Regions from separate parts of the Triticum aestivum genome. Here region 2 is linked to region 1. Evidence: chromatin contacts called from public Hi-C data. All regions are on one chromosome and are shown on one strand. The core of a region is the stretch at or near the end of the contact, and the rest is flanking DNA. Distances in the headings are between cores, read along the strand shown. Region 1 has its middle 51 kb from the start of LOC123182518. Region 2 holds the start of LOC123172257 (transcription initiation factor IIB).

Region 1 (5,925 bases), core at 1,576-4,075:
CTTGCACTAGGACATCTGCCGTGACAATCCCACGACACTGGCGTAGGCCACGCACGTGATCCAGGGGAGGTCTAGCATTGCAATTTATGAGCACACGCGTGGAGGAGGTGGACAGAAGATTTGATACCCATGCTCGCCAACACTTGCCAAAACCAACATGCCGTGGGGCCTCGTGGAGGAAGGGCTAGTACACGGAGTCAAAAGCACACGCTATGTCAAGTTTGAGAAGAATCCGCAGGGCCTTGCTGCTGTGGAACTATCTGGCCGTTTGCTGCACCAACATAAAGTTGTCGTGCACCCCGCGACCAGCGATAAAGGCACTCTGGTTGGATGACACGAGCTCTCGCCAAGATGCGGTGCCAAGCATAGGAAGAGCACCTTGTTGGAAATATGCCCCAGATGCAATAATATTCTATTATTTATTTTTATTTTTATAATTAAGAGTTTATATTTTATATTATAACTGATATAATCCTGGAATATGATAGTGAAAGGTAAGGAGAATAGGTGAAATTTCTAAATTGAAGATAGGTGAATCTGAAAAGAAAGATAGTTCCTTTAGAGGTGCCTTCTGAATCCTACTTCACCAAGTACCCATCCTTCTAATTGGATTAGCAAGATGATAAATGGAGTATAGATATAAACTTCGAGTGGATAATTAGATTCAATGAAAATAAGAACAATAGTTTCTAAGATTTAAAATAAATGGGATGCGAGTCTATGACACTGGCATATGGGTACTTGCTATCTTGTGTTTTAGGTCTAATATTACGACAACATTGAAAATGGGATAAATGAGATGTGAGTGAGCTCAGCGCGGTTTTGCGATCTATTTCACTACCCACTGGGGTTCTTTTCACCTTAATTTCCCTCACAGTACTACTTCGCTATCGGTCACCCAAGAGTATTTAGCCTTGCAAGGTGGTCCTTTCTCATTCACATGGGATCTCATGTCCCATGCTACTTGGGTTAGAGCATAAACTAGTGATGCTTCCGACTACTGGACTTTAGCCATCTGGGGTGGGGCACTCACCCGCTTCGCCTATCCCGTCATGCTGGCATATGGATACTTGAGCAATGTTGTATTTTAGCTATGAGATTACTCCAACATTGGGCCATCTTACGTAGCTATAATGAAACTCGGAAATAAACAACCATGTTCACTTGACTATCTTGGAAAACATGCTTGCGTAAGTATTTCCTCTGTATCAAAACAAGTGTCTCAAGTTTAGTATAACTTTGTACTAAAGTTAGTATAAAGTTGAAACACTTATTTTGAAATAGACGGAGTACTTAAATATGCTAGGAACTATGAGTCGAGCATGGATATGTGATATATGAATTGTATAGATAGAATTTTTAACATGGCAACTTCTCATTTGTTCACATAGGGGTTAAAGGTGCCGATATGGAGAGTGATGTACAAGAACGCCTCTAAAAGACCCTGGTCGTGACTTCACTATATAATTCTTGTGTGACCTTCTAGGAGATGGAAATGTAGAAGCCATCGGGCTGAAGCACCATTTTGGTTGGAGTTTTCTGTCACATTGTTGTTTCTATCAAGAAAATCACCATTCCAATGCAATAAGGGCAGCGCTACGCGTCGGCCGACGGATAATCTGAAAAGATCGGCCGCCTCAGTAGCCGTTGGATGGAGTGTCGAGTAGTCGTTGATCTCTGCAACAAACTCAATATTGCGCTCATTTCTCTACAACAACGGTCTTGTTGCAATCTTTCTCGGACCGTTTTCTCCCTCTTTGATTTTCCCCATCTCCTCTACTTTAATTTGCAATATAGCATCATCCCCGCGAGCTCTGAGCACGGCCGCCGCCATGGCCGACGAACTCAAGCAGTTCGAGCTCCCCTGTTGCATCCAGTCGCATGCGCATGACCAGGAGCTCCTATGATTCCGTTGAGCACTCTTAGTCTTTCCTTCCCTCCTGAAGCTTCATATAGTGCGCTTGAGATCCATTCTTTCAAGCTCCTCATTGAAACAGAAAAAAATAGCGTAATAAAAATTAATAGACAATAATTATTTATGGAATGTAAAGAAAAGAGAGAAGTGGAATAGTGGTCTCCAGCGGAAGAGCAATCGATTGTAGAAGAAGAGGCTAGGAATGTTCTAGGACTGATTTTTTCTCCGCCTCGCCCAGATCGGTCTGCTTTCAAGCGCTGCCCATATAGCGGCAGGCAACCAAAGCAATTGGACAAAGAGGGATGTTGATGGCCTAGATCACTCTCTTGCACCGGGCTCGACTGAGTCAATGATTTTCTTCGGGGCAGGCCACAGTTGCGGTGGTGGGGAACGGGGGGGAAGCCCCCACATCGATTCCTCCCACACTGGATCACGACAGCGGATGGCCTGTAACTACACTGCTGCCCTCATGTGAGGTCGCAGATTTTGCCTGACCGCCGCTGGTGACGAAAGTGCTGCTGAGCTCCGCAACGGCAGAAGGACCATCAATGACAGAGCGAAATCGGCGACGTGTCATCGGCGCTTGAGTCGGGATAGCTCCCGCTTAGGCAGCCCCTCTGACTCGATCGGCAGCCAGAGAAGACGGGTGATGGCGGCTTCGGCGAGGCACTGGCCGGCAGCCAGGTCGGGGAGAACAGGTTCATGCATAGTTGACGCGCTCACGTGTAGTGGTGAGCTCGAAAGGAGAGGCGGGGAGGATTTTTATACCCGTACATAGCGGTGGAGCAGCGGCAGGCAGTTGTGTGGTGGGCGACGGGGCGCTGGGCTGCGTGGTTCGGGATGGATACGCAGCCTTCCAGACCAGAGAGAACTCAACACACAGGGGAAGAAGATAGGATCAGAACAGATCGCTACGAGCACCTGAGTACGCACACAGGCAGGCCCCACACGTTGACGAAATTTGCGCGACAGCTGCTACGTCCACACGAGATCGTACCCGCTTAGGTCCCAAATTAATCCGCGTGGCAGTCACCGATTGGATAGCTGAAGATGTAGAAACAAGTGGTGAAACATGAGAACGTAATCTTGGTTAGAAATAGGGGTTTGGGTATACACTAGGCTAGGCCTTTCGCGAAGCGAGACATAGCTCCACCTCTCCTCTAGTGGCGCTGGAGGCATGCTCGCTTTAGTGGGATTGCCCATTAAAGCGGGTTTGAGAAGGTTTTATAGACTGGTTTGTACCGGTTTTAGAAACTTCTATAAGTTTCTTTTCTACTGTTTTCTATGTTTCTTTTATTGGTTTACATTTGTTTTATTCTCTTTTCGATTTTGCCTTTTCAAATATAGGTATTTTTTAATACAAGTCATAAATGCTCCGTATAGACGTGAAACTTTTTTTTTGATACACGTTGAACATTTCTCAAAAACATGATTAATATTTTTTCAAATACATGTTTGAGCATTATTTTTGAATACATGTTAAATATTTTGCAAACAAAAGATAAACATGTTTTTGAATAAATGTTAAAGATTTTCCAAACATGCATTAAACTTTTTTTGAATGGTAATTACGTTAAAACAAAATAAGCCAACAATTTTTGTATTGTATTAAAAATTAAAAAGCAAATTCTCGACATTTTTTGTTATGCATTAATATCTTTTGAACTTCATAAATATTTTTTCAACGGTATGACTTTTTTTTCTAAATTACTTGACAATTCTTTCGTATTACAAAATTTCCAACAATATGATGATTTTTTTAAACATGTGAACATATTTGTAAATATCATCAAAAAACATTTAATTGTACAATTTTTTTGTAAATCAGTCGAACATTTGTTGTATTAAATGTTTTTAAAAATGTGAGGAACATATCTTGGAATCATGTGAATAAATTTATGACTTGTATTCCTCTCAGTTTTTAAAAAAAATAGGACGTGCGCTAGCGAGCCTGCATTCCTCTCAGTAGGCCCGCCCATTTATTAAGTGCCCAATGGCCAGCATTCCCCAAATCACTAATTGAGGAGTACTCATTGCAAAGATCACTCCCCACCTTCCCAGGTTGCGACAAGTGGTGCACTGTGCATCATTTGTCGCAACCTGAGAATTTTCCCTTTTTTGTAGATCCGTTTATTCAAAAGGTTTTATCTCTTAAACCGTGTGTCCAAATCTCGAACCGCTTTCACCGTTGGATTCCTTGTGTCAAGATGTTCAAAACTAGATCCCATGTTGATAGGTTTTGAGAAACTTTTTTCATGAAAAAAACCAGATGAAAAAACCAAATCAGGAGCACATGTTTTTCCCTTTCGAAACAGGCACACCCGTGCCTCTCCGAAATCACAACCGTGCCTCTCGCGGAAGAAAAAGAAGAAGAGAAAATGCGTTTTTTTAGTTTCCGAGGAGTCACGGCCATGCTTCTCGCAAAAGCACACAACCATGCCTCTCGTAGAAGCAAAACCGTGCCTCTCATGAAAGAAAAAAAAAATGTGTTTTTTCCCATTTCCGAGAGGCACGGCCGTGACTCTCGCGAAAGCAAAACAGTGCCTCTAGCGGAAATAAAACCGTGACTCCTGCGGAAAAAAACGTGTTTTTTCGCGCAATTTTTTATCCAAAAGCTAAGGAAGACCGGTGGAAAATCTAAACGTCGAAAAAAACCCAAAAAAAATCGTTTAAAAGCCAAAAATGCGTGCGGAAAAATAAAAAAATAAAATCCGGAGGAGCGTCCAAAGCGCGAAACATGGCGAATGGCTAAGAGAGCGCTAAGTGGCGCTGATCATTATGAGGCTCCCGAAGGAGTGCTCGTCAACTAGTTGCTCCCCAGCATTCCTCCCGTGTTGGCCAACCCATTTACCACACAACTGTTCACCCTTGTGGTCAAATGGATGGGGAGCTCCTATAGGGCGCAGCACGCACCAGGGAGCGGACGCGGGCGCACACCCCGCTGAACCCACGCACCCATCTTGGGCAGGCCCATGAGTGGCAGTTGGGAGCCCACTAATTTCCTATTTCGTTTTTTTTTCTTTTATAAATAATGCGGGATTTCGTAAACTTTCTGGTATTAAAACCCGCCAATTTCAAAAAAGTTTGTGGAGCCAAAAAATATCCGTGAACTGGAATAGTGTTCAAGAATTTGAAAAAATGTTCGTGAATCTGGATATTCATGAACATTTTAATTAGATGAACAAAAATTGAATTCTATGAGAAAATTCTTAATTGAAGAACAATTTCTGAAAAAAATCGGATTAAATTTTTCAAAAATGGATGAACCTTTACTGAATTTGATGAATATATTTAAAAATTATGGTAAAGAAATTTTGAATACGATGAACATTTTTTAAAGAAGATGAACCTTTTTCGAATTAGATGAACATTTTTAATTTTTTGAACTTAATGAACAAATTCTCAATTCAAGAATACTTTTTTGAAAATCGGATGAACTTGCTGAAAAATGGATGAACATTTTTTGTATTTGATGAATTTTTATTCAAATTATGGTGAACAAATTTTGTATACGATGAACAAATTTTGAATATGATAAACATTTTTTTGAATTAGATGAACATTTTCTGTATTCATTAAGCAAAAACAAATGCTCAATATTTTAGAAAAAATCACTAAGAGAAATAAAAAAGAGAGAAAAAACGGATGCGAAAAAGAAATAAAAAGACAAACAGAAAAGAAACATAAAAGAATAAAGAATAAAAACTGGGGACCTCGCGCCCCACATGGGCCGGCCGCGTCAAATAGGCGCCACCTTGCGCTAGCTATTCCTAGGGCGGGCCCATTTTGAGAACACGTACGTTCGGAAGGTTTCTGTCCGGTTTTTATCTTTTTCCTACTGTTTTTACTTGTTTTCTCTTCCAAAAAGTCCCCTCTTTAAAAATGTTGACGTATTAAAAAAATATTCTTTCTGATATTCTTTTTTCAGAATTTGGAGAAATTTTCCCATTTAAAAAATGTTCAAAGATTTAAAAATTGTTCACAATGTCAAAAAGTCTTTGTTTTGAAAT
Region 2 (6,182 bases), core at 2,295-4,794, 140 kb before region 1:
GTTGGATGATTTGGATGGAATGTATGTCATAGTCTAATGCCAACATATATTCCAAGCCATTCAAGTTGTGGGATCTAGATTTTGTTCTTGGGCAAATCACGCTGAAATCATTGATTTCGTAATCTTAGATATTTTTATTTTCATTTCAAGGATCCAAACAAATTGGAATTTGTGTTTGAATCAAACCTGGTTTTTAGTGTCACCGCTTTTTTTGACCAAAACATGCATGTTGTCCTAGGTCCACTAAAATCAATGAATTTTGGTGAAAAATATTAGTCCTCCAAGTTTAATGTCACATTCATGGGATCATTCATGAGTATAACTAGCCATGGTAAACCCGGCCCGGTTGACCCGGCCCAAAAAAAGCCCGACCCAGCCCGGTCTTGCCCATGGGCCGGGCCTGGGCCTAGTTTTTGAGCTCGAACGACACACCGGGCCGGGCCTGGGCTTCCCATATTTTTGTTTTAGGGAAGAGGACCGGCGGGATTTTTCACTAATAGGCCAAGCTTGGGCCTGAAATCTAGGCCAGACGCCCGGGCCCGGGCCTAGGTTTTCTGCTTCGAGCTTTGGTAGGCCCGGCCCGACAGATGGCCAGGCATATTCACAAGTAATGTACTTAGCAATGACGTTTCAGAAATAATTGAACTGGACATGTACTCTGTTTGGTGTAGTGAATATCAATATTTTTAATACTCCCTCCGGGCCATATTAATTGTCGCTGAGTACAAAACATAGTACTTGACCCCCTCTTTATATTTTTCAGGATCCCTCCTGCCACCGCGAAAATAACATGGTTGCGTAATCTCAGCTCAACAACACATGTCCGATTTTTTCAATTGGTGTATAACACCAAAAGATTCCTTCGGTACTTTGCCATATGTGTGTACTTAGCAACCATGGTTCGGAAATACTTGAATTGGACATGCACTCTGATTGGTGTAGTGAGTATCAACATTCTAAATACTCCCTTCGGTCCATATTAATTGTCGCTGAGTAGAAAACATAGTACTTGACCCCCTCTTTATATTTTTCAGGATCCCTCATGCCACTGCGTAAACAACATGGTTGGGTAATCTCAACTTAACAACACATGTCAGATTCTTTCAATCGGTGTATAACACCAAAAGATTCTTTCAGTACTTTACCATATGTGTGTACGTAGCAACCATGTTTCAGAAATAATTGAATTTGAATATCAACATTTTTAATATCCTCCGGTCTATATTAATTGTCACTGAATACAAAACATAGTACTTAACCCCCTTTTTATATTTTTCAGGATCCCTCCTGCCACCTTGAAAACAGCATGGTTGCATAATCTCAGCTCAACAACACATGTCAGATTCTTTCAATTGGTGTATAGCACCAAAAGATTCTTTCAGTACTTTACCATATGTGTGTACGTAGCAACCATGTTTCAGAAATAATTGAATTTGAATATCAACATTTTTAATATCCTCCGGTCTATATTAATTGTCACTGAATACAAAACATAGTACTTAACCCCCTCTTTATATTTTTCAGGATCCCTCCTGCCACCTTGAAAACAGCATGGTTGCATAATCTCAGCTCAACAACACATGTCAGATTCTTTCAATTGGTGTATAACACAAAAGATTCTTTCGGTACTTTGCATCTGTATGTACTTAGCGACCTTCTTTCAGAAATAATTGAATTGGACATGTACTCTGTTTGGTGTAGTGAATATAACATTTTTAATACTCCCTCCAGTCCATATTAATTGTCGCTGAGTACAAAACATAGTACTTGATCCCCTCTTCATATTTTCCAGGATCCTCCTGCCACCGCGAAAACAACATGTTCAACTCAATAACACATGTCAGATTCTTTCAATTGGTGTATAACACCAAAAGATTCTTTCGGTACTTTGCCATATGTATATCTGAACATTAGTCATATTTCAGTTTTGTTTTCGAATGGCCATATTCGGCAAGAGTATACATCACATTGCCATGCCAGTTTTGTTTCCGAAGTTATTCATGTTGTGGTTTAGGGATTTTGTTGGGCTAAAATGCTTTGAAATCACCTATTTCAGTTTTTAATCTGGCCATTCTGGTTTCAATTTCAACGAGATTCAAGCAAATTTCAAAATTTGTTTGAACCTAGCCGGAATTGAAGCTTCACCCCCTTCTTTGAGACTGTCGCCGCCTTTTTCACTTCATTGTAATGTGTGATGAATTTTTGGTGAAAATGTCGAGCCCTCGAAATTATTAGCCTCACGTTCATGAGACCATTATAATTCACGAGTAGCGTACTTGGCAAACGTGTCTGAGACCTCGGTTCATGAGTTTAATCGGATCAAACGAACTAAGCACGGATTCATTCACGAATGATATGATTCAGCACTTAGAAACGAAGTCCAACAATAACTTCACATGCCCAAGACTAAGATAGTTGCCAAGAACAGCACGCGTTTGGAATTGTGGACATGGCAAACATGCATGCATGCAGACCTGCCAAACAGCCAAAGGATCAAGAAGCGTTAATGTCGTGGGCGCTCAGGCTCAGCCGAAGAGCATCTGTGCGTGTGGGGCGAGGTCCTTGTGCACCTCCTTGATGGTGCCCTCGGCCACGCCGGTGGCGACGGACACGTCCTTGGCGGACCTGCTGGCGCCGGCACGCTGCACGACCATGTAGATGATGGCGGCGGCGACGGACTCCGGGTTGCGGCGCACGTCGAGCCCTTCCTCGACCCTCCGCACGGCCTCCTGCGCGTCGCGCACCTCCTGGTTGCCCAGGCCAAGCCGGGAGCAGAAGCGGCGCAGGTAGTCGGAGGCGCTGACGACGCCGATGTCCATCACCTGGCCGTCCTCCTCCCCGAGGAGCTTCTTGATGTGCGTCGTCATCTTGCCGACGTCCTTCTTGGCAGCCACGCCCCCGGCGGTGACGGAGGCGAGCTCCTTGTACGTGCGCGGCATGCCGAGGTTGCGGCAGGCGATGTAGAGGCAGGCGGCGTAGACGGAGTCCCGCTTCCGGCCGCGCGGGCAGCCCTTGGCCTCGTCCAGCTTCTTGAACGTCTCCTTGGCCAGGTCCCGGATGGTGGCCACGAGGCCGAGCCGGTCGGCCATGTCAGAGATTCCGCGGAAGCCGTCGACGAGGGTGTTTTCGGAGGCCGCCCCCGCGTCCGGCACCGACATCCTGGGCGGGGCCTTTGTCGCCACGCCGGTGGCGGAGGACTTCTTGGGCTTGTTGGTGTAGTCGATGACGGTGGAGAGCTTGGCGGCGAGGAAGGGGTCGCCGGAGGCGCCGACGCGGTTGGGGTCGCGGTCCTCGCCGCCGCCGTCGTCGGCGAAGTTGCGCCACTCGGAACCCTCGTCGATGTAGTGCGCGTCGAGGACGAGCGCGCACTCGGTGCAGATGGTGTCGCCGGTGCCGTGGTCCAGGACAACCTCCGTCGCGCGGCGGCACTCCGGGCAGTACATGCGCTCGTCGGCCGCGGAGCAGGTGCTGGCGTACATGGCTGCTGCTGCCGCCGCCGCCGTGTGCGCAGTTTCCGGATGATTGTGGCGACGGAGCTGGGGAAAAGGGTTTGAACTTTGAAGGTTAGATTGGGGGCCTTGGGCTGATATTTATAGACGCATAGGTCGGTTCGTAAGGCTAGTTTGGAGCTGGGCACGAGTTCGACTCGTTTTCGTACGGCCGCGGAAAGTCCTTGCAAACTGCAATCTGGTCTTCTCGGCTAGCCGGCCCTGGGCCGGGGCGACGGCCTAGGGCCCAGCCAGACGTGGCGGCCCGACGGCGCATACACCTCACTCCCGTACACATTAGGCCGGCCCAACTAGCTCCTTTTCAGTTATAGGAACGTTCCAGACCGATCTTTTCTCTTATCAATTTTCTATTATTTTTATTATTTTCTATCTCCTTTCATTTCGTTTTCATTTCACTTTTTTTTGTTTACTAATATCTGTTTTCTATTATTTTTACATTAAATTTTCCATTCTTTCTATTTTTCATTTCCTTTTTCATTTTGTAAACATATTTTCAAATCCATCAGCATTTTTCAAAATGTTTTTTTAATCATGAATATTTTTCAATACATATATACTTTCATGAATTCAAAATAAATTTTCAAATTCACAAAAAAATTAAATGGCGGATTATTTTATTAAATTCGCAATTTTTAAACTCGTGAACATTGTTTTGAGATAACCTACATTTTCTCGAAATTGGAGAATAATTTTTTAAATTGAGGATCATTTTTTATTTAGCGAAATATTTTTTAATAAATGCCTGAACAGTTTTCAAATTCTTTTAAATAAATTTCTATCAGCAAACACTGTTTGAATCGATGAAAGGTTTTAATGCACCAGCATTATTTGAATTTTTGAACATTTTTAAAAAATCGCTAAGATTTGTTCAGATTCCTAAACTTTTCTCAAAATCATGAATTTTTTTATTTCCTAACATTTGTTTCAAATTACGAACTTGTTTTAATATGCAAACATTTTTTAAAATGCACGAGTATTTTTTTTGTTTCCTGTTTATTATTAAATCTCATTTTTTTCGAAATATTAAATTATATAAATAATGCAAAATATAAACAAAAAAATGGCGATGAAAATGTAATTGAAAAATAGCAGGTATTATGCCCCGCATATGGATTGGCACAAAATACCGCACGGGTGAAGGGGGTATGCTCGTGCAGGTATGCCACTTGCCAGCAATGTTGTTCAATTACAAGTTTAATTTTTTTCAATACAATACAAAATTAAAAAAATTAATATATAGTCAACAGTTTTCTATACACATTTAACATTTTTGAAATTCTTGATTCAAATTTTCCAAATACTTGGTAAACATTTTTTGAATACATGGCCAACATTTTTTTATACGCATTTAATATCTTCAAATTCTTGATTCAAAATTTCCAAATACCTGTTCAACATTTTTTGAATGCTTGATAATATTTGTTTAATACATGATTAACATATCACACACATTGTTTATTTTGCGTATACACAAGAAACATTTTCTTTACATGCACTTGACATTTTTCAAATGCTTGGTTAAGATTATTTTTCAAATACTTCATGAAAACATTTTTGTAATATAGTCCCTCCGTCCGAAAATAAGTGTCTCAAGCTTAGTGCAATTCTGTACTAATGTTAGTACAAAGTTGAGACACTTATTTTTGGGACAGAGGGAGTATTTATTAAGAATATTTGAAAGTATAAATGAAAGTAAAGGAAAAATAAACAAAAATAGAAAACATGAAAACAACTAAAAAGAGGCCCTGGCCTCCCGCGCGCCTAGCAGGCCCATTTAGGGACGTGCCTTGCGCAAGAGCGCACTAACTCTCGCTACAACCGAGACACGGGACTGTCCGTCTGGATTCCTTCGACAATGATCACTATTCAGCTGGGCCTACGAGCCTTTAGTAGGGACGTGCGGCTGAAATCCCCGTCTGCACACAACTAACATATTAAAACAGTATATTCTTTCTTCTGGGGATACAAAACAATATATTCATGTGCTAAATATATTGGGAAATAGTGCCTACATATTATATATGTCAATAACATATTTTTGAAACTCGCGAACATTTGTGAATATAATGATTTTTTAATGCTACCAATATGATTTAAAAGAGGCACGAATATTTTCTTTCACTATGTTAAAAAACATTAAAGTATGCTGAGCATTTTGAAATATGTAAATTAAATATTTTACATTTTACAAATATACATAAAAGTATAATAAAAAATTAGGACGGCCGCTCGCAAGCCCAAGATCTCCCGCGTTTGATGGGCAATTTCTTAAGTGCCAAGGGCGAGCGGTTGTGGTAATCCGTATTTCACGCTTCGCAAATACTATATCTCGCTTACAGTGAGCGTTCCTACTGTCTCGCCTCTACCTCTCGCTACTCTCGAGCCTTGAGTAGGGTTGGGTGGCCCAAAGCCCCATCTACAGACAACTAACATATTAAAACATTGTATTCTTTGATTTGAGGGTACAAAACATTATATTCATGTGATAAAAAGTTGGAAAATATGGGAAATGGTGCCTGCATATTACACATGTCAATAACATATTTTTGTAACGTGCGATCATTTTTTGAATGCCACGAACATTTATTCGAATGGTACCAATATTATATAAAAGAGGAACGAACATTTTCTTACGCCGTGCTAAAACAATTAAATGTATGATGATCATTTTGA

Evidence for each region. A called contact is a pair of places that touch in the nucleus more often than the background predicts.
Region 2: a contact with region 1 is called in a Hi-C map of leaf, with 4 times the contacts expected there. The contact joins the promoter of LOC123172257 here to the enhancer-like site in region 1. A contact is called at or near these places in 2 of 5 Hi-C or Micro-C datasets (both in leaf).

What each region holds. Positions count from the first base shown.
Region 1 is chr1D:416,778,656-416,784,580 of IWGSC CS RefSeq v2.1, reverse strand. No RefSeq gene overlaps it. Among protein-coding and RNA genes, the nearest start is that of LOC123182518, 51 kb to the right of the region's middle. Within about 2 kb of position 2,825, at least 4 of the 8 cell types and tissues checked have an H3K27ac peak or open chromatin away from gene starts, as enhancers often do. A contact at or near this core is called in leaf, where this site is marked.
Region 2 is chr1D:416,915,279-416,921,460 of IWGSC CS RefSeq v2.1, reverse strand. LOC123172257 (transcription initiation factor IIB) reads right to left here and starts at 3,544. Exons shown (of 1, transcript XM_044589260.1): 1 at 2,371-3,544. The coding sequence starts at 3,479. The coding sequence ends at 2,526.